6 separate regions of the Mus musculus genome follow, and regions 2, 3, 4, 5 and 6 are each linked to region 1. The links are chromatin contacts, called in public ChIA-PET, Hi-C and promoter capture Hi-C maps. All regions are on one chromosome and are shown on one strand. The core of a region is the stretch at or near the end of the contact, and the rest is flanking DNA. Distances in the headings are between cores, read along the strand shown. Region 1 holds the start of Glipr1 (GLI pathogenesis-related 1 (glioma)). Region 2 holds the start of Zdhhc17 (zinc finger, DHHC domain containing 17). Region 3 holds the start of Atxn7l3b (ataxin 7-like 3B). Region 4 has its middle 19 kb from the start of Gm29916. Region 5 holds the start of Osbpl8 (oxysterol binding protein-like 8). Region 6 holds the start of Nap1l1 (nucleosome assembly protein 1-like 1).

Region 1 (3,447 bases), core at 694-3,193:
ATGAAGCATAGGCAATTTTCTGAACAGGGCTTCAATGGTTCAGGAAATATGTAAGTACTGGCAAGTGAGACTGCACTGATTAGAAACCATGGGCACAGTGAAAATTAACATTACCTGAGGGCATAGCCCAAAGAATGGAAGAAAAAGTGGTCATGATGATGATACATACCTTTAGACACACGTGTCATCGTGAAGGGGTCAGAGTCAGAAAAATAGAAAGAAGCAAAGAAAGAAGGAAAGTAAAAAAAAGAAAAAAAAAAAGGCCGGGCAGTGGTAGTACACGCCTTTAATCCCAGCACTCGGGAGGCAGAGGCAGGCAGATTTCTGAGTTCGAGGCCAGCCTGGTCTACAGAGTGAGTTCCAGGACAGCCAGGGCTATACAGAGAAACCCTGTCTCGAAAAAACCAAAAATAAAAAGGAAGAAAATAGAAAATATATAGCAGCTACTCATGCATCAGCAGATTAATACCTAAAATGTATGAAGAGCTAAAAGCATTAAACCCTAAAAGGTGAGAAATCCAACAACCAACAGATGGGTTGAACACGGTCCTTCAGAGAAGCATAGCTCAACATCCTTAGCCATTAGGGAAATCTGACTGGTAAGTCCCCTGGTATGTGGGTGGAGAAAAAGCCTTACATGCTGCTGATAGGTCTGTAAATTAGCTCAGCCACTATGGAAATCAGTATCACCACAAACTATAAACATAAGACTAGCGTGTGATTCAGCTACGGCATGTTTGGGCTTGTCTCTACAGGGATGGAAGTCAGCACGTCTTGAGTATTTGCATATCCATGTTTTTTTTTTTTTTTTTTTTTTTTTTGTGGCACTACTCACAACCTCCAAGCTATGGATTACACCCAGTGGTTCCCCAAAAGATGAAAGAGTAAGGAAAATAGCTTGTGTACAGATATGTCTATATAGACAAACTGAATGGTATTGTTGAGTCGCCAAGAACAAAATTATGACATTTGCAGGGAAACAGATGGGATTGGAGATCATCACACTAAGTAGCATAAAGCAGACGCAGGCGGAAAAGCATCATGACCTCTTATATGTGAAGTGTAGAGGAAAACAACCGAAGACCACAGAAACGTAGCAGGGGAAAGCGATCAGAGGAAGAGGGCCAAGAGGCCAACGGAATGAGTGTAGCCTAAGCACACTGAATTATCATAATGAAAGACCATTATTTTACACAGCATATATAATGAAAAAAAAAAGAACCCTTAAGACACAAAAAAGAAACCTCACAAATATTAACAGGAAAAACCATGACAACAAAGAAGTCTGTTGCTCATGGCTGCGGAAAGGAAGTGTGCAGAAAGAACTGAATCATGCCAGTGGTATTGCTCAAGACAGTCGGGGAAGGTAACGGTCGACTCTGATTGCAAGCTGAGTTTACTGCACACATTCATTACAAGGAAAAAAAAGAAAGCAAATAAGAAAACCACTCAGGGTTACCCAGAAGTCACACCCAAATTAATGCAGGCAAGCTGCTTCTGATTGACATGGGCGACAAGCCCTTGCTAGTGAACTCACCATGTACAGCATATTCCGGGCTGGTGGACTCACTTTTGACCGAAGCTGGTTGTGAACTTGAACACATTCTTTAATGAAGTCCTCGTTTGTTATATCTGGCAAAGTGCTTGCTGTAAATGAAGAACTAGACACAGACGAAGCCATCCAGACTATCACAGCAAGGATGACCTGCATGGTCTCTCTGGTTGCTGCTGGACCTAGAATCCAGAGCTGCGGGGTTCTGATAGAATGCTCGGTTCTCTCAGTCTGCAGACTGTTTCCCTGTTGGAGCTCGGATTAACCCAGGGTTGTTTATGCTAGACAAGTGCTCTGCCTCTGAGCTCCATCTTCAGCATGCTGGGTTTTTTTTTTATGACCAGCTTTACAAAGCACAGCCTACTTCAGCTTGAGGAGCCTGAGAGCAGAACATGACGTCACGAAACTTACACCGGACTTCTCCATATATGGCTTGCAGCTCATGGGTTTTTTTTTTTTTTCTTCTCTTTTCTTTTCTTTCTCTTTCTCTCTCTCTCTCTCTCTCTCTCTCTCTCTCTCTCTCTCTCTCTCTCTCTCTCTCTCTCTCTCTCTCTCTGGCAAACAAATAACAAAGGTTACTTTAATGAGAGTTGAGTAGAGAATTGTTTTTCTTGTCCAGATTTATAAAACCAAACAAGGTGTGCAAAGCAACATGGTTTGTATTTTATGGTTTCAGAGAAAATGAGACTCTTCACTGTAATTGCACTGAGAATTTTTTTCCTTTCTTTTTTACCTTTTCTATTTTGAAAGGACAACATAAACCCCACTTGTGTCCATTTAAGGGCCAGGCCTGATTTTGAAAAGAAAGCCATAAGGCACCAGCTCCAGGAACAGACCATAAAATCCAGAAACAAGGACATAAAACCACCTCCCAAAGAACAGCCTGGGGACAATCACAAAAATGGGGAAATATCTTATCTCAGAATGGGCTGTCTGGGCTGGGCAGCCCTATCTTATCCTATGGTTAAACATTCATGACACAGGAATGCAGACTGCTGACCACCTGGGACTCCCTAGCACCCAGCAATGAAAATTTAGATTACCTAATCCTTTTGGAGTGTTCCCCTGGTTCCCTATAAGAAGGCCTGTGTGCCTTTGTCTGAGGTCACCATTTCAAAAAATGGCTGACACCCCCCCCCACCCCTTGGTCTTGCCAGTATATGTTCTTTGGTTGGTGGTTCAGTCTCTGAGAGCTCCCAGAGGTCCAGGTTAGTTGACTTTGTTGGCCCTCCTGTGGGGATTCCATCCTCTTCAATCTTTCATCAACTCTTCCAAAAAAGTCCCCTACCTCTTTCCAATGCTTGGCTGTAGATATCTGCATCTGTTTTAGTCAGCTGCTGGGTGGAGCCTCTCACAGGACAGTTATACTAGGCTCCTTTCTACAACCATAACAGAGTACCATTAATAATGTTAGGGATTGGTTCTTGCCAATGGGCTGGGTTTCAAGTTGGGTTGATTATTGGTTGGTCATTCTTTCAGTCTCTGCTCCATCTTTGTTCCTGCATTTCTTTAGACAGGACAAATTTTGGGCCAAAAGTTTTGTGGGTAGGTTAGTGTCTTTATCCCTCTACTAAGGGTTCTGAGGGCTAATATGCAAAATCTATAAAGAACTCAAGAAGTTAGACTCCAGCAAACCAAATAACCCAGTTAAAAACGGGGTACAGAGCTAAACAGAGAATTCTCAACACAGGAAACTCAAATGACCAAAAAAGCACTTAAAGAAATGCCTCAACATCCTTAGTTATGAGAGAAATGCAAATCAAAACAATCCCGAGATTCCCACTTTACACAAACCAGAAGGGCTAAGATAAAAAACTCAAGCGACAGCACATGCTGGCAAGGACTGGAGCAAGGGGAACACTCCTCCACTGCTGGTGGGAGTGCAAATCTATATA
Region 2 (3,447 bases), core at 323-2,822, 990 kb before region 1:
ACCCACAGGAACCGATGAGCAGAAATATTCCTTAACCCCAAATACAACACAACATCTGAAAACTTTCTGGACATATTTTAGGACCTTGTGTAAACCAAAAGAAATCTTTCTAAGTTTATTGCCACTTTAATTTTTCAGAAAGTTTCTTCTTACTGCATAGCTGTGTCAGAAACCCAAAACAGTCTTTTCTAATGAGACTTGTCTCAGCATATATTTCTAAGAAACTGTCTCAGTTTGTGTGTGTGTGTGTATGTGTGTGTGTGTGTGTGTGTGTGTGTGTGTGTGTGTGTATGATCAAGTTAAGAGATAATAGGGTATTAATACGAAAGTGGTCCTTTGTATTTACAATTAAAAAAAAAAAAACAAGACACAAAAGCCAGGAAGAAATAAAATCAATCGAATGCAAAGTAACCACGTTTATTCGAACACCACGGATCTGGACACCATTCTCAACCTCAAAACACGACCTGAGTTCTGCAGGAAGCTGCGCTACACTTTCCTGCCCTCCCCGCATCTCACCGTGCACCGATGATAATAATAATAATAATAATAATAATAATAATAATAATCAACAAACCTGGATACACAAAGAATTGCTTCCAGGCCTTTACTAAACACAAACTCAGCTACAAACTGGGAGGTAAACAACGGGCAGAACCTGACGGCTCCGGCAGAGAAAACTGTTCCCGTCCAGGAGATACAAAAGAAAAAACGGTGGGAAACGTGTTGCGCTGTCTACCCTCCCTGACAGTCCCCAAACAGCGCTACTTTGTGACAAGCTAATGGGTGCGTGCGTTTATTCGCCAAAGTTCAGACCCTCTCTCTTTTTGTTTTTTTGTTGTTTTCTTTTCTTTTCTTTTTAATAGCCTAAGGGCAAACACACCCCGAAATTCGCTGTCCCCAGCGGCGAGCTGGTTGCTATGGCATAATCTGGAAGGACATCACTTTGCCCAGGAAAACTACGATCCCCGGGGAACGAGTGAACTGATGGGAAGGGTCGTGTCATCCGCCACCGAGAAAGAGGGGACGAGGAGAGAGTTAAAACCAAACAGCAGATCGGCTGCCTCCCCTGCCTGGGGAGGCTTGGAGCGAGACCAGGGGCTCCGGCCGAGGTTCCAAAGTGTCAGCAGGCCCCCGTCGCCCCTGCACCCGCAGGCAGCGCGGCGACACCACAGGACCATCGCCATCCCCACCTCTGTCCTCCAGGCACCGCCAGGGACGGCGTCCCAGAGCCCGCCCCGGCCGGGCCCGCCCCGCTATCTCCTCCCCCGTTATCCGCTCGCTCGCCGCCGCGCTCGGGCCTGGACTCGCTTTCTTCAGCCTCCCCCGGGGTCCCGCCACAGGTCACCGCGCCGGACGCCTCGGCCGCCGCCCCGGGCGAGGCTGAGGGAGCGAGGCCGCGGGACCGCAGGGTCCCGGGAAGGCGCTCGGCGCCGTCCCTCACCTCCGGGTGGAGAAGGGGCACGCAGCCCGTTTCGGTCTCGTACTCATCCGGGCCGTCCGCCATCTTGGTGTTAAATCCCTCCTCCCGCTGCATGCTGGGAGAAAGCGTTTCAGCCTCGCGGGGCTCGGCAAGGCGGAGGGCGAGCGCGAGGGCGAGCGCGAGCCCGGATGAGGGCGACGCGGCGCCACCGCCACCGCCGCCACCTCCTCTTCCCTCCGAGCCCCCGGGACGCCCCCTCAGCCCCTCCCGCCGCGGAGGGCGCGGGTCCCGATGCGCGTGCGCCGGCCCGGCCCGACCCGGCCCGGGGCTGGAGTGTGCTCTCTGCTGCACTGCGCCGGGGCAGCGGACCGCGTTGGGCGTGGGCGCCGCGGCCCGGGGGCGGGTCCCGGTCGGAGGCCGATGCTGCTGCTGCTGCTGCTGCTGCTCCTCGGCTCCGGCCACCCGGGAAAGGCCGCGCGCGACACAAGACGGAGATCCAGAGCCGCGCAGGGCAGGGTCCCGAGCCTTCCAAGGGCTGGAAGGGCTTAGGGTGTGACCCTGGGAGAGCAAGGATGCGTTCTCCTCGCCTCCGCACCTGTGCCTCGGGGACACCGGGAGAAGCAAGGACAAAAAAAAAAAAAAAAAAAATTGGCTTCCTTGAAAAAGCTTTTGTTGTGTGATGCCCTCTTTGCGATTGAGCTAGGGCATTTTTTTTTAAAATCCTTGCTTTTGACAAGGTCAAAGCCCCACACTTTCCCATCTGCTGCATTTTAATAGGGACCCGGGGATTCAAAAGTGAAACCTTTTTAAAATGAAAGCTCTAGAGTGTGACCCAGATAAAAATGATTAAAGCCGGCTTTAAGAGGATATTGGGGTTGGGAGGGGGCTGATGGAACAATTGCAGAAAGGATTTGTTTCTGGTTTGGGCTACTAGGGATTGTAAATCTCTACAGCGCCAGGGAACATTTAGCAAAGAGCGATCTGATTAGAGATTCTGATACTAACCAGTCCCCTGTCAAAGCCAAATCAGCCAAAGATCACCAGAGGGGAAAAAACCTGCAGTCGGACAAAGCCAGATTTACTGGTAGATCGGGAGGAAGGCACGTCAGAGGAAAAAAGGATGGGGCATGGAAGAGGAAACCCCTTTGTAAGGTTTATATTCCCGCCAAAAGAATCTGAGGAGGGTCTGGGGAGAGCTGAGATCGGTTCTGGATTGGACATAATCGATTCTGAGGAGGTGAGGAAAAACCAGGAGTAACAAGGCATTGGACGAGATCACGAGGCTAGGTCCGTTCAATACTGTGCTCTCCCAGTAACAAATGAAAACGGCAAAGTAGACCTAGTATTCGTCGGTAAACGGGCAGTAATCACTCAGAAAAAGGATGAATATGCTATTTTATAGCTGCTTCTGGTGGGGGGAAAGAAGCGGTCTCTTTGGCGCTGCCTGTCTCTGTGTGTATCCTCTCAGCAGGGCTTTTCCTTCCGGCACGGACCGATTTTCTTTTCTTCTTTTTTTTTTTTTCTTTCTTTCTTTTTTTGTCCTGGCAGAAACCAGAAACCATGCAATTCTAAACAGAATTCCTAGTTTTTCGTTCACAGCACCGAAATTTTCTTCAGTCACGTGTCAGCATGAACAGACTCTTTTTTTTTTTTCCTGTAATATTACAGGCTCGATCTCCTTACCCTTAGGCTTTTGCATTTACCCAAATCTAGGGGAAAAAAAAAGAGTAAAGAAACAGTTGAGAGGGTGTGGCATTCAAACCAACATGAAATGAACGACAGAACTAGGTATGGGGAACAAAAACAAAATAATTTGTATGAGTGCCCATGGAGTGCAGGTGTATGGTGGACATCTTCATAAAAGAGGTGTTCAACCTGAGAAGCCTGGGTTCACAGAGGGCTTTGAAAGAACGGTCCAAATTAATTGAGTCAGCAAAATCTACTGTTTAGCCCACGTGGTGGTTTGGTAATTTAAAAAGCTGTAGGTTAACTAGATAACAAAATTAAGTAAATCAAGATATTTC
Region 3 (3,447 bases), core at 449-2,948, 930 kb after region 1:
TTTCAGGGCTCTTAGCATTAAACTCATTCACATTATTGAAGGCAGATGGAAAAAAGTTCCCTCCTGGCTCAATTTTTAAACAGCCTCCTGCTCTGCCATGATGTCCTTCTGTAGGTCAGTGGTACCACTGGAGGGCAGCGACCTGTCATAATGATCAAGTCAGACCCATGGGCTGGTTACATCACCAGTAACTCAAAAGTAGGAAAAAACCGTCCCACCAAACTTATGTCCGCAGTATGTAATTCAAGACATGAGTCTTCCAGTTGGACATGATGTGCAGTCGCGGAGGTACACTTCATCCTCATAGCATCAAAAGAAAATCTTCAGCTGTTTGAAAACCACCTTGTCCTTTGCCAAACCTTTGCCACTCAGTAGGATGGAAAGACAGGTCTTCTGATGAGCCAAAGGCAAGGCCTTGTCCCCACAAAATGCTGGACCTTTGGAAAACAGGTGATTTGGAACTTCTTGAAGACAAGGGCACAAGGGCTTCCCATCGAATTCAAACGGGAATATTAATATTTTTAGTATTTAAGTCACATACCTGACTTCTATTTGTATCAAAGAGGCCCAATTGGAGGCTTAGAAATCAGAGGAGCAGTCCACCGAAGCTGACTGATCAGGGCCTGACCATCAACACCATCTAAAACTTCGAAGGAGGCCCATGACATCAGGCAGATGCAGAATCTGAGAAACAAATAGAATTGTATAGGCTGGGTACACAGCTGCTCACCTGTGTACCGAGGACAGTTCAGGGTCCTTGCACATCCACATGTATTTTATACAGCTCAAAATACAGCACGACGCCTCTGGACCTTCTTCTGCCCAGGATTTCAGAGCTGGCATGGGAGACCCTTTCAAATGGACCGGGATTCCTAAATTCTCCTCTTTGGGTGTTTTGTTCGTTTTACGCCTTCTCGGTTTTTTTTTTTTTTGTATTTTAATGCTAAGATCTTGAAGGGGGGTAAATGGGACTTTTGTTTGCTTTTCCTTTATTTGTTGATTTAATTTTTTTTCTCTCCAACTTAGCTTATTCCTCCAAAGCCACGGGGACCAGTCTCTATTATTGTCCTGGTCACTGTGTCGCCCTCTCTCAGGTGGTGACTACTGGAATTCCGGAGGTGAACGCTGCAGCTCCGTCTGGGGCCCGTCCCCGGGATCCCCAGGAAGGGAGCAGAGCGGGAGGCGGCACGCGCCTTTGTCCTCCACTGGCTGGATGCCGAAATCCTTCACGCTCCCAGTGTCTGCAAACTCCAGGTAGAAGTAGCCACACTTGACCGCCCGGTGCACCTCAAAGCAGAAGCCCAGGCAGGAATCCTCTATCAGGTCTACATAGATCTCCTGGGCGATGGCCTCCAGCTTGTTAGTATCCAGGTTGGCCAACGAAATCTCCTCCATCTTAACCGGCAAGCGACCGTGCGGAGGGCGCTGGCTTTACTCACGGCACACTCGGGCTCCGCTAGGCCTGCAAGGCCTCTCCGGGCCTCGTCCTCCGGGACGGCAACGGCGACGACGGCGGCGTCCGCGGCGACAGCAACCGCCGCTCCGGAGCCCCAACGCTCGCTCGGCTGCGACGATCACCCAAGTTCGGGATTCTGAGCTGCACCCGAGCCCGGCTCGCCGCGAAAACCGTCTCGGCGCCTCACCCAGCCGTTCGGGCCTCTTCCTCTCGCTGACAGTCTGGGCCCGCCCCCCCACTTCCGCCCGGTGCTGCGCCTGCGCACTGGCTCCGCGCGGAGGCTGGGCTTGGGCTCGGGCTCTGGCGCAGTTCGCTGGCCTGGGAGCACTGTTGGTCTGTGCGAGCCAGTGGCGACAACTGGCATTCCTGCCTGTGTCTTTTTCTCTCTCCCGGTTCATAAAATGTTATCGACGATGCTATGGTATTTTGTTTAGGGCTTTAAACGTTCACTAATGCGTTCACCTGTGTTTCAATGATTTCTTACGTAAAAGGAGGAATAATAATTACTTGTCCAGTTGTGTAATCAATCGAATAATGATTTCAGGCATGTTTATCCACATACGACTGAAAATTTGACGTACAGGATTGGCTTGCAGTAATTTACAGTACTGCCGCAGTTGTCATTTAAATCCACTAGATGATGCAAGGAAACAAATTGCCCTATAGTTTATCTTTGAGGCTTTCTTTGAATGAAAACAACTAGAATCCTGACACTAAAGGCATAATTCAAATATATTGATCAAATAAACCTAAGGCATTTATCTCACTTATAAGACCATTAAGTCAGCGTGACTGTAAAGAAATGATTATATACGTCTCCAAATGTGCTACAAGATAAAAATGATGTGCGCTTAGTTTGGGGGAGGCAAAGAGGAGGGGGAAGACTTTCCTAAAGTTACACTGCTTTCACTGTGAGAACTGGAACCGTCCCACCAAATCCTCTGCAGCCAGCTCCTAACAACTTTTCTCATTTGACTCAAGCAAGTCCTTATTCTGTCACTGATAAAACACACTACTAACCACAATGGATCAGAAGATGCTAGCTAGCTATTCCTAAAAAGATTAGTTGTGAATTCAAACATAAGGAAATCACTGTATTCTTTCTTTACTTTTTTCTTTCTTGTTCATTATTTGATCCTCCTCTGCAACTGCTCTACTTTTGCAATTTATCAGAAAGAACTGTGGCTAAGGAAAAACTCAAATCCTCCTTTATAGCTTTCTTATGCAAGATTTCCAGATTAGAGAAAAGCATAAGATGATCATATTTTCCTCAGTACAGAATTACCTTACACTGATTGATTTAGAGTGCAAACTATTTGTAAACAACTGTATTTTCTAGTTGTCTATTTAATTAATTTAGATCTCACAAATTGGCAGATACAAATCATTTAGCTTATGCTACTTAATTTTTTTCTGCCCAGAGTTCTTTTTTTTTAATTTAAAAAAAGACAGAACTTTAAAAAAATTGGACTTTTGTATAATCTAGATGTTCTAGATTCAAAAAATTAACGTATTGACACATTGTGGGATCTGGACATACAATAAACCATGTAATGTTTAAGAGTACATGTTACTGAATCAGACTGCCTCCTACAGTAGATGCCTATGCGAATCTTGTATTGGGATCTGTTTTCTTGACATTTCAGGAATAGGTGTCATCACATAGTTTTGTAGTGAGACACATAGCAATACGTATAAGAATTTTCACATGGTGCTTGCATGATGTATACAGTGGTACAGACTGCCTAGTTAGATAAAGAAAATATAGTTAGGACTTCAAGCATCTTTGCTTTAAACTCTTTCCTCTTCAAACTAAGTGTAAAACTCTACTTTCCAGGTCTAGTACAAATTCAGAGACATTTGTGAAGTTTAGACTTTTTTCTGCAGGTCTTGGTTTGGGTCTGACTGTCTAGCTTCATGTCTAGCATGCTTTGACATTTGCTGGTGCTAACACATTTATTGCCAAACAAAAGTTCTTATTAACAGACAAC
Region 4 (3,447 bases), core at 641-3,140, 890 kb before region 1:
TCCTGGTATCACTATCATTTTGCATAGGATAAAAGGGAATTATTAGTGATTTTCAGAAAGCTGTGACTTCAGCATACCTTAAGCTTTGATTGTGCAATTCTTACAAAGTGGTTTGTAAGTGTGATTTTATTTTAAGATATCTTATATTATGTCTTAAAATAGGGTGTAACATCTTCACAGGGCTTTGGGGGGACTATAGTCAATGAACTGCAAAAAAAAGTGGTTCGATTATTTAAATTACAACCCTGAGGTGAACTGAATTCCTTTTCGTGTGTGCACAAATCTGCATGGCAAAGCACTGACATTTTAGGCCCGGGCATGCGTGCTTGAATGCAGCTCCCCTTCAGAGTGAGTAGAAAATGGCCGGCCCTTTCATGTACCAAAGGAAGGGTTTGCACTCTGCCCCCAACACGATTTCTACCACAGAATAAAGCCAGTACCAGAAATACAGAGGCAGGAGGGGGAGAGAATTTATTGGAAATGGAAGTTACCAACACAGAGAACAGCAAGCAACATTTAATCTAACACTGCTGGGTCTCGCTAAGGGATACATTAAAAAAAAAAATAGGCAAGTTGCTTATAGAAAGAGAACCCCTGAAGGAGAGGGGTAATGCAGAACTACACAAATTACATAGAACAACCTTCTCCCTCTTTCCCTTCTCCCCTCCTTCCTTTTTCTCTCCCCCTCCTTTCTCTTTCTCTCCTTCCTCTTCCCCTTCCCCCCTTTTTTCTCCTCTTTCTCCTCCTATTCTTCTCACTCCTCCCCTCCTCCCTCTCCTCCTCCTTTGCCTCCCACCTGCTCTCCTTCCTCCTCCTCCTTCTCCTCCCCCTTTTCCTCTCCTTCTCTTTTGCTCTCCCAAACTTTATTAATGGAAAAAACAGTGTTGGCCAAGCTATGAAGCACAATCAGTTTTCTGGAATCCCACTTGCAAACACCTGACACTTGGTTTCCAAATGCTCACACAGGAAGCGCACAAGGTTCCGGGTTGGGCTAAACAGGTAAGAAGTTGCAATCCTGATGCTCGCGTGTTCCGGCTTTGCCCAGTCTGTAATCTGTCCTTGAATAGTAATCTTTGCCCAGTAGCTACTATGCCCTCACTCGTTTTGTCTGTTAGCTTGCTGAACTCTTCTTCCCTATGTAGAATTTGAGCCGCCTGGCCAAGAACTGCATTTCTTATGTCAAAACTAGGAATTTGTTTAAAGCAACAGCATGCTCTCTTTTGTATGAGTTGCCTTAGCAGCTATGGCTTGTACTACAGTCTCCTAAAGGAACTGTGGGTTGTCTTAAGCATTCCCAAGCAGCCATGATGAGTTTGAATCTGAAGGAGGCCAGCCACAGCCATTAAATTAACCCTAACGCTGGAATTATTTACATCCATGTTGACCAATGTCCATCTTGAGTTGCAGTTTAAGTAATTTTTGACTTATCAGATTCTAACAATATGTAAAGTTTGAGGTGTCTGTGAGCAGGGCCTCTCTTCTGCTCTGTGAGCTCACCTTGGGGAACTAGGGTCTCAGATAACTCAGAAAACCACAGCGGTTGGAGCCAGTGGCTTTCAGGTTCTCTTCTCACGAACTGGAAGAATGAATTCCATGACTCACAGAGGGTGAGTTTTAGTAAGAACGGTTCTATTGCAGAAAACTCAAAAAGGAAAAAGTCAGGGTCCCCATGCCACTGGGTTCCCAGAAAGTGGGATTCCAGTGAGTCTCCCAATGAGACCTCACTGGATGGAGGCCTGGAGCTGGGGTGAGCCGATCAAGCCCGCTCCCATTCCTGGTCTCAGCCCTGACATCATATTTGGTTTCTGGGAAAAGGGTTCCTTTAGGCCAAGGGAGATAAGGCAAAACTGCTTCTATTTCCTGGCACCCGTGGCCTCTGGCCAGGACAGAACCGAAAGCACTTAGGCTTAAATATCTCTGGCATCTTTGGCCTCCAGCGAGGAGGATGCAGCTGGTGGGACCCAGAGTATTTCCTGCTTTAGCAGAGGGGAATCTGTGCGTGTTTGGAGCCGATTAATCCTGCATTGATGCGGTAGTTTCCATGTGTGGTTCTTGTTACCAAGTTTGTTTTCCAACAGTGTTTCTTTATCCAAGACTAAGCGTAAAACCAAGCCACCAATCAGCAGCTTCTTGCGCATTCCGAATCTTGAAAGGAAAGCGAACGCCTCCGAGACACTTTTCAAAGAACTTGGACCAGTCACTGCTGTGGATGTTTCTTAAATCACCTATGCCTTCAATCTTATGAGCGTCAGACTTTCTGGTCTTCAAGACAGACAATCAAGTTTCTAAATTCTGTTTCATCTTTGCAGGTGAAGCAGACAGGATTCTGGCAGCGGAATCAAAAGCTTGCTTCATTCAGAACGTGCCCCCCCCCGCCCCCCCCCCGCCCCCCCGTCTCTCAGGTTGCTGCCCCGCCCCCAGCCCCACCCAGGTGTAGTAGCCGCAAGCTGAGGGATAATATAGATAATATTGATTCTCTGATCCTTTATAGTCGTGCTTTTGTTTTGATCCATGAACTGACCGGATGTAGACTGGCCCCCTCCGCTCCTCATACTCAAATCCATGTAAGAAAGGGGAGGCTTGTAGGTGTCAGAAATGGAAAGACTCAAATTCAGAGTAGCGAGTGAGTAGTGCCAAAGCTGGGGGTGTCACGGTCACAGAGCACCCAGGATTGGCTATTGTCAAGCGGCATGGCGTGAGTCATCAGACTTCACGTCCGTCCGTCCGACCGTGAGGCAGCAACCGCAGAGAATAAGCAGCTGACTTAGCTAAGAGAAGTGCTCCGTTAGCTTCCTGAACATGAGCAAGAAGTCTGTGCTGGTCAGTATTGCGTTAGCTTGACACAGCTAGGGCAATCTGGGAAGAGAGAAAAATGCCTCCATCTGATTGGCCGGTGAGCAAGTCTGTGGGGGAGCATTCTCTTCACCAATGATCCATGTGGAATAGTCCAGACCACTCCTGGGTTGATAGTTCTGGGATGAATAAAAATAAATAAATAAGCTCAGCAACCAGGAGCAAGTTTCTAAACTGCGTTCCTCCATTACCTCTGAGTCCTGCCTGGATTTCCCTTCCTGGTGGATTATAACTTGGGTTAACCCTTTCCTCTCCCAGGTTACTCTTGGCCGTGATATTTATCACAGCAATAGAGAGCAAACGAGGAGCCTCTGGTGGGAGCCTCGGGTTTGAGAGTTCAGTCCATGCTCAGCTTGGTCTGTTGTTTTTAAGTCCGTGACAAGGCAAAAGCATCATGGGAGAAAGCTGTGACAGAAGAAAATGGTCCCCATTATGGCTGCACAATGTGAAGGAGTCTAGAACATTCTTTTAGGAGTAATTAACTCTATTTTCTTATTTTTATAGTTATCTTATTTATATAGTAATACAAAGCAAAGTTGCATGCAGAATTCATTCAGATCATTTAATAGCTTCAGTTTTAGTCCTTTTATATGC
Region 5 (3,447 bases), core at 599-3,098, 830 kb before region 1:
CAGCTACTCACAAGGTAACTTTTAAAAAAGATTTATTTTATGTGTACGGGTGTTTTGCTTGCATGTGCATGCCCTGTGCCTGAGGGGGTCAGAAGAGGTGGGATTTCCTGGACCCACCAGCCAGCACATGGGTGCTGGGAATAGAAACCAGGACCTGCAAGAACAGGTACTCTTGACTGCCTCATCTCTCCAGCCTCCCACGAACTGATTATTGCTTGGTTTAGATATTATGCATTCTTATCTTTTAGATTATATCTCATTAAAACCCAATTCATTAAAAAATGACATTGGCTTTTGTTAGTCTGAAAAAAACAGCATTGCTTCAGATAAGTGACATTTCAATCTGCTGATAAACTGGAACGTTACCGCCATCACATAACAATGTTTCCTGCCTTGCACTGCCTCAGCACTCAGAAAGGAGAGAGCCAGGCAGCTCTCTGTGAGTTTGAGACCAGCATAGCCTACAGAAGGAGTTCCAGGACATCTAGGGTTACACAGAGAAACCCTGTCTCTTTGAAAAACAAAACAAAACAAAACAATCAAGCAAGAAAAACAAACAAAACAAGAAAACAATAAACTTCCCTTATGTTTATGTAAAATACAAATATAATTTCTTAGGTTTCTTAACAGAAGAATGTGGCAGAATCTTTCCCTCATTGGAACAGTCCTTCATGACAAAATCTAATTGTTTTTCAAATGTTAACATAGCTGCATCAAGATGTGTTTTAAAGATCAGCGGCCTGGCATTATTTAACTGAGCAGTAAATTGCTCTTTCTTTGGGCAACAAAATGGCCACGTCTGCAAATTTTTTAGAGCTGCTATGAAATACATCAGTAACAGGCAGAATCCTATGGCCTACTTAAGTATCCAAACGATCAGAATGTCATCTGATTTCCTGTCAAGAAATGTAATGGAAATTGTGTAAAGTTAAAAAAAAAATTCTTGGTTCCAGAGTAGAAGGATAAAGGAATAAGGAATTGAATTTTTATCGTAGAGAATGGCCTTGTTAGAGGCAGCTCATTCCTCCTTCTGCACTGTTAGGTCGCTTTTCTCTTCTTCTGTATTGTAACTGGCTTTCTTCCAGTGATGAGTTCTGCCCCTTTCCTCTCCACAGGATGGGGAGGGATTTCTGGGGTCATGGTTAAAAAAACAAAAAACAAAAAAAGCCAAGAGTTGAGGTACAAAACAACAACAACAACAACAAAATCCGAAGAGTTAAATTAGGCTTTCTGTTCAAATTGAGAGGTACTATCAACTTGCCACGTCGCTAAAACCGTCACCAACCTCACTGTAAAACTTCATGACTGTAAAAGCTGGCACCCAGGATTCTGAACATGACTAGGAACAATAACAAGAAAGCCTGCTAGGCTATTTTCATCCCAGCGTGACTGAAGTCTACATCTCAAACCTCCTGTGAGGCCAACAGCTAATGAGACACCACAGTGAACGTGTCATTGGAACTTAGGCAGCAGGGACTCCTGGCTGCTTCTCAAGCCCCAATTTCTCCTGGCAGCCTCCTCTGTGGGCCCGGCCAGAGGTCGGGAGGCGGGTCCTGCCCAGCGAGCACTTCAGAGACCTGCGGGTAGCCGGCCCTCCACCCCAGGGCTTCCTGAGAGGGAACCTCGAGGGCGGGGAGGGGAGCGGAGGGGAGGTGACATGACAGCTCGCCATCACCACGAGCTGCCAGCAGCTGCCTCTGCGCGCCCGCCCAGCAGAAGCTACCCGGGGACCGCCTCCTTGCGGCGTCACGTGACGGGAAGGGGGCGTGGCCCAGGCCCGGGCTGGGGGCGGGGCTGCGAGAGGGGCGGGCCTTGGGATGTGAAGGCTGGTGGCGGCTCGCGGCGCCCAGAAAGGCGGTGTCAGGGCGGATGACAGCATTCTGCTGCGACGCGCTCCCAGCTGGGCGGCGGTGGTAGCGGCAGCGGCAGCGGCAGCGGCAGCCGGGGCGGCAGCGGCGTTCGACTCGGCCACCGCCGAGAGCGGTAGCGGTAGAGAAGGAAGAGGTTCCGCCCTGGCCCGCGGGCGGAGGAGCCCGAGTTCGCTCGCCGCTCCGGGCCGAGCCCCCGCCGCGGCTCGCCTGTGCTCTCCGTCCGGGCTGGCTCTCAGTTCCCGCGGGCGACCGCAGCCGAGAGAAGTTGAGGAGGGGGGGTCCCACCGGACACTAAGGCCCCGGACTCCGGCGTCCCTGTGATCCCACGGAAGCCTGCTCCCTGCGGGCCGCCTCCTCTGGGGCTCCGCATCGGTGAGTGGCGCTCAGCCCGGTGTTGGGGAGCAGCGGAGTCGTGCCTTTTGGGGTGACTGTAGTCCCTCAGTCCTACGTTCTGAGCTCGGGCTGTGGGCACTCGTGGGTACCCCGCGCCGCGAGTTCCCCTCCTGCCTCTCCTTTGTCCCTTCTGAGAGGGAGATTGGCAGGGCTGGCGGGGGTGGCGTGTTTTTTGGGGCCCGCGGTAGGTGCGTCTGCAGCGGTACAAAGCCCAGTGGGGACCTGGGATGGGGGCGGGGGCGGCTCGGCGGCGTTCCGGGTCCCGAGTGTGTCTGCCCCTCCCGAAGTTTGACAGGGCGACGCCGGGGCTCGCCGGAAGCCCCCCGCGCAGGGGGTGAAAACCTGGCGCTTTGTCGCCCCGGGCGGTTAAGGCAAGGCTTGGGGTTTTCCTGTGACAGCCCCTGAAGAGGTTGTGCCGCTCGCAGGCGGACCGCACCCGCCTTTGCAGAGACTGTCGCGGTGTTCCTTAAACCTCAGCTCCGTTGGCCTTCTTGCCACACTGGAGAAAAGGCGGTGTCTTCGTTGCACTTTTTTTTTTTTTTTTTTTACGTTTTGTTTGCGGCTAAGCTGTGGAGAGTGTAATCAGGTTCCAGGGAGTTTCATATGGAGCATGCTTTTGCTTCATTGAGCAACCCACTCAAGACCGGCTGATGCGAAGCAACAGTAGATGCAGATTTTCCATTCACTAAAGTCATTTAACACTTCTTTGTGAGCGACATCTGCGTCGTGAAACATAACCTAATTTCATTTTAACTAAATGCCGTCTGAAATAAGTTAACTTGGGTTCGTCTCTAAACAGATGGGAACACTTATCTGACGATAGCATATCTGCTTTCAATAACTTAATGAAGTTTGTGCCTTTTTGCTGCTGGAAGACTTAAGTAACAGTAGTATTAGAATACCTTGGGTTAGCAGGGAATTCTTCAAAGTAATTTCACTGTAAACAACCTCAAATTAGTGCAGCCCCAAATTAGTGCAATTAAAGGTCTTTCAAGATAACCATTTAAAATAGTTTTTGCCTCTTGAAGAATTCCAGAGAACAATTGAGGTATAGGTAAATTGCTTGTTACGCTCTCTCTTCCCCTGGGGTTTCATCTAAATTTGATCATGCCGAGAGACTGGGATCAGTTGCTGTGCTTGCTAGAACCTGTTTTGCAGTGAGATTATTAAAATGCTGGTTTTA
Region 6 (3,447 bases), core at 268-2,767, 520 kb before region 1:
GCTTTGCTTAGCTTTAAGATAGGGTCTCACTACGTAGCCAGGCTGCAGTAGAGTTGAAAATCCTCCTGTCTTTATCTCCAGAGTTCTGGCTTAACTGGTGTGTGACACCACACTCCACTTTCCCCCAGAGACCTTTGTGTGCATTCCAGATACTGATAGTTATCTTGTTGGAAATTAACAGTGATTTTTTTTTTTTTTCTGCTACAGGGCCTTAAATATTCCGCGCTGACCTGGAACTCTCTATGACCCTAAATTCCTTATCCCTGTGCCTCTATCTCTGCAGGGGTGCAACTCCAGAAATGAAGCCATGTGTGGGCTATGTGATGCTGTGGTTTGAACCTGGGGCCTTCATGCATCTTAGGCAGGCACTCTTACCAAATGAGCTACATCCAAAGGACTCAAAGAGTAGTTATTCTTTCACTAAAATACTAGCACATAGCCTTTTGTATGCACATACTACTTTTTGCCAAGTTCTTCCATGCCTGATTTCACAACAGATAACCAGATTCTCCTGTCTGTCTGTTTGTATTTCCAATGTTGCCCTATCTCACGACTTGTAGTGTCTGGAAGACTCCAGTGAAGGCTTGTGGGAGGATGGGAATGTAAAATGTAGACAGTGCCTTAGTATTATAGACAGATTAACCTCCCACCATAAAGACCACACTTGGAGCACAGCTGTTTGATTTGACGATCTCAAATTGTGGCACATAGCCACTCTCTGAAAGATTTAAAATCTGATACCTGCAGGGCCTCACTGTGGCCCTACCTAAAAAACAAAACCCCAAAGCACCAAACATAGTTAACAGAACAGGTGATTTGTAGTCAACTGAAAAATAGCTGCAAGATTTCATGAGCTTAAGGGTTGATTTACTTTTTCAGGAAGATGAAAAATTGGTATGCTGATTATTTTCATTATAAAGCAGTAATACGCAAAAATACGCTCTTTACTTCCATCAAATGAACTAAAGCAGAGATGAAGGGTTGTGTATCAGGTAAACGTGATGTGGAACACCCTAAAAGGCGTAGAGGCGCCCCGAGTTAGAAGCAAAACCAGCCGAAGACGCTGCCGCGGTGGTCACAAGAAAAGAGTTGTTAGTTCTCAGCTAGAGTGGGAAAATGGTTTCAGAGGAGAAGGGGGTGGGGAGAGGGGAGAGGCGTGCTGGGATTAGGTCTGGATGCGGATGGGAATCCTAGCCAGGATACTGCAAGCCTGCCACTAGGCTGTGTCCCTAACCCAGGCGGGCAAGGAGAACCAGGAGCGGGACCTATGGGTCGTCGCTGTGGGATTGGGATTTCCATCGCAGCGTAGAAGGGAGAAGAGATGGCGAGCACAAGACCGCCACAGGCGGGAAGCCTAAGGTGCCGGGGAAGAAGGACGGCTCTGTAACCAGGCAACAAGGCCCAGGCCCGCCTCCCGCTCCCGTTGCTACGCAACGCCGAGGCCAGGGGGAGGGCGTCGGAGCAGCCCTACGTGCTGACGCTAATTGTATATGAGCGCGAGCGGCGGGCTCTCGGGTCTTTTTTAGCGCCATCTGCTCGCGGCGCCGCCTCCTGCTCCTCCCGCCGCCGCCGCTGCCGCCGCCCTGAGTCACTGCCTGCGCAGCTCCCGCCGCCCGGCTCCGCGTCCGAGCCTCCTGGAACGGTAACGGCTGGGGGCCGGGAGGGCCGGGTGGCGGGGGCCTGCGAGGTGTCGGGCTGAGGCCGCGGGGTGAGCGCTCCGGAGCGGCCATGCGGCCTGAGGGACCCCGGGGAGCGCCGGCGGCTGCGGGGCGCGCGGGACGGCGAGGCCGCGGGAGAGCGGAGGAGGAGGAGGAGGCCACGCCGCGGGGCGCCCTGGGTCGCCCGGCCGCCTCTGCCTCGGTGGAGCCCACCGCGAGGGCAACCCCGGCGAGGCGGGCCGCGGGGATGGGGGACATGGAAGGAACGGTGGCCGCGCGAGTTCCGCCCGCAGGGAGGGGCTGTGCAGGCCGCGCGGCCTCGGCGCGCAGGAGCCGGGGCACGTGGGGACCGCGCCGCGGGCGGCCGGAGACCCCTGCCGGGGCCCACCCGACACCTCCGTCGGAGTTGGAGGAGGAGGAGGGGTCGCCACGAGTACCAGTCCCGCCACGGTCTCACCGGCTCCCTGGGTCTTCCTGGAGGGAACTGTGCTAGCGGATGGGAGGATGGAGGGGCGAGCAGCCTCCACCGCCAGGGTTATAAGGGGTTAACACGTGCAAAGCGTTCAGCCTAGCTATTTTTTTTTTTTTTTTTTTTTAACAAAAGATCTTGTTTTGTGTCTCACAGGTACAGTTAGAACTTCGATGGGTAACGTGGCCGGGGTATATTTGTGTGGAGAGACTTAATCCTAGTCTCCTTAAACCTCCAGATGGTTCTGAGACGAAAACTAAGAAGGGCTGGCTTGTTGGGGGTGGGGAGTGGGGTTCGAGTTTAATAGACCAACAGCGTGGTTCTTCCCTTCAGGCAGCACCCCCTCCCTCCCCCCAGAATTCTCACTAGGGATGAAGTGGAAGGACCATGGGGTGGAACAAGGCATTAATAATATACTGACCAAGCTCAGTGCGCCACATTTCTGTAAAGATCTCAGGAGTGGCATCGGAGGGAGGGCGGAGACAGGTCCTGTCCAGAGGGCAGGGCTTCCCAGACTAAAAGGATGCACCAGGCATACAGGCTATCTTCCAGGGCTAACTACTTCAGACTGTCTCCTGTCTCTAAATTCCAAAATGAGAAACGTTTTAAAGACTTTCCCAACACCTCTAATTTCAGGAGAGCCAACATAAAGTTTACCACTTTTGAAAATAGACGCCATCAAAACACCTTCCCAAACTTAATATCCAAAGAATACTTTGGATTAGAGGAGTGCCTAAAATTTACATTTTTTTGTTTTTTGATTTTTTTGGGGGGGGCGGGATGGGGTGGGGGTGGTGGTTTCCAGACAGGGTTTTTCTGTGTAGCCCTGGCTGTCCTAGAACTCATTCTGTACACCAAACTGGCCTGGAACTCAGAAACCCACCTGCCTCTGCCTCCCAAGTGCTGGGATTAAAGGCGTGCACCTTTAATTTTAAAACTACCAGTAAATGGGAGGTTTCAGTGGTCTTGGAATTCTTATCTTCAGACTTGTTTATGGTTGAAGTGTCTATCCCAGATTTAAACTGTACAACTACTTTAAGTCTGGATTGGAGGGATTTAATCTAGCAGTAGTGGGGACTTAGACATCTGTCATCAAATCTTGACTTAATAGATGTTCTTCTGATGTCAGCATTTAGATTATTAAATAGAAGTTAAAACATATCAAGAAAAGTTTTGTCAGGTTTATCTGTTGCAAAAATACCTGTTCTTTTGTTTTTGGTCTTTGGCCCTATAATTGACAATTTAATACTGATTGTGGCACCTGACTTGCCCTTTCACGAGATTAAAAACAACACTCTTGGCAGAGCCAGTGTGTCTAAA

The links. Promoter capture Hi-C pulls out the DNA fragments that hold promoters and counts their contacts. A called contact is a pair of places that touch in the nucleus more often than the background predicts. ChIA-PET counts read pairs in DNA pulled down with a chosen protein or histone mark.
Region 2: a contact with region 1 is called in a Hi-C map of B cells, with 10 read pairs. The contact joins the promoter of Zdhhc17 here to the promoter of Glipr1 in region 1. A contact is called at or near these places in 1 of 484 Hi-C or Micro-C datasets (B cells), 3 of 115 datasets of contacts at active chromatin or transcription factors (effector CD8 T cells, large pre-B cells and pancreatic cancer cells) and 2 of 9 other capture datasets (adipose tissue and liver).
Region 3: a contact with region 1 is called in an RNA polymerase II ChIA-PET map of memory CD8 T cells, with 6 read pairs. The contact joins the promoter of Atxn7l3b here to the promoter of Glipr1 in region 1. A contact is called at or near these places in 2 of 484 Hi-C or Micro-C datasets (CD4 T cells and natural killer cells) and 1 of 115 datasets of contacts at active chromatin or transcription factors (memory CD8 T cells).
Region 4: a contact with region 1 is called in an RNA polymerase II ChIA-PET map of memory CD8 T cells, with 7 read pairs. The contact joins the enhancer-like site here to the promoter of Glipr1 in region 1. A contact is called at or near these places in 2 of 39 promoter capture datasets (the HPC-7 cell line and pre-B cells), 1 of 484 Hi-C or Micro-C datasets (myeloid progenitors), 5 of 115 datasets of contacts at active chromatin or transcription factors (CD8 T cells, effector CD8 T cells, extraembryonic endoderm stem cells and 2 more) and 1 of 9 other capture datasets (liver).
Region 5: a contact with region 1 is called in an RNA polymerase II ChIA-PET map of memory CD8 T cells, with 114 read pairs. The contact joins the promoter of Osbpl8 here to the promoter of Glipr1 in region 1. A contact is called at or near these places in 1 of 39 promoter capture datasets (pre-B cells), 2 of 484 Hi-C or Micro-C datasets (B cells and the G1E-ER4 cell line), 5 of 115 datasets of contacts at active chromatin or transcription factors (effector CD8 T cells, extraembryonic endoderm stem cells, large pre-B cells and 2 more) and 3 of 9 other capture datasets (adipose tissue, liver and macrophages).
Region 6: a promoter capture Hi-C map of pre-B cells shows a contact between it and region 1. The contact joins the promoter of Nap1l1 here to the promoter of Glipr1 in region 1. A contact is called at or near these places in 8 of 39 promoter capture datasets (the C10 cell line, the HPC-7 cell line, cranial neural crest and 5 more), 1 of 484 Hi-C or Micro-C datasets (B cells), 5 of 115 datasets of contacts at active chromatin or transcription factors (the 230-238 cell line, CD8 T cells, extraembryonic endoderm stem cells and 2 more) and 2 of 9 other capture datasets (adipose tissue and liver).

What each region holds. Positions count from the first base shown.
Region 1 is chr10:111,995,321-111,998,767 of GRCm38.p6, forward strand. Glipr1 (GLI pathogenesis-related 1 (glioma)) reads right to left here and starts at 1,944. Exons shown (of 6, transcript NM_028608.3): 1 at 1,538-1,944. The coding sequence starts at 1,711.
Region 2 is chr10:111,008,494-111,011,940 of GRCm38.p6, forward strand. Zdhhc17 (zinc finger, DHHC domain containing 17) reads right to left here and starts at 1,573. Exons shown (of 17, transcript NM_172554.2): 1 at 1,445-1,573. The coding sequence starts at 1,537.
Region 3 is chr10:112,927,328-112,930,774 of GRCm38.p6, forward strand. It overlaps Atxn7l3b (ataxin 7-like 3B), which reads right to left and starts at 1,699. Exons shown (of 1, transcript NM_001033474.2): 1 at 1-1,699. The coding sequence starts at 1,395. The coding sequence ends at 1,102.
Region 4 is chr10:111,100,546-111,103,992 of GRCm38.p6, forward strand. No RefSeq gene overlaps it. Among named protein-coding and RNA genes, the nearest start is that of Gm29916, 19 kb to the left of the region's middle. Within about 2 kb of position 1,891, at least 141 of the 459 cell types and tissues checked have an H3K27ac peak or open chromatin away from gene starts, as enhancers often do. A contact at or near this core is called in the HPC-7 cell line, effector CD8 T cells, liver and 2 more, where this site is marked.
Region 5 is chr10:111,162,954-111,166,400 of GRCm38.p6, forward strand. It overlaps Osbpl8 (oxysterol binding protein-like 8), which reads left to right and starts at 1,849. Exons shown (of 24, transcript NM_175489.3): 1 at 1,849-2,243.
Region 6 is chr10:111,471,710-111,475,156 of GRCm38.p6, forward strand. Nap1l1 (nucleosome assembly protein 1-like 1) reads left to right here and starts at 1,518. Exons shown (of 16, transcript NM_015781.5): 1 at 1,518-1,642.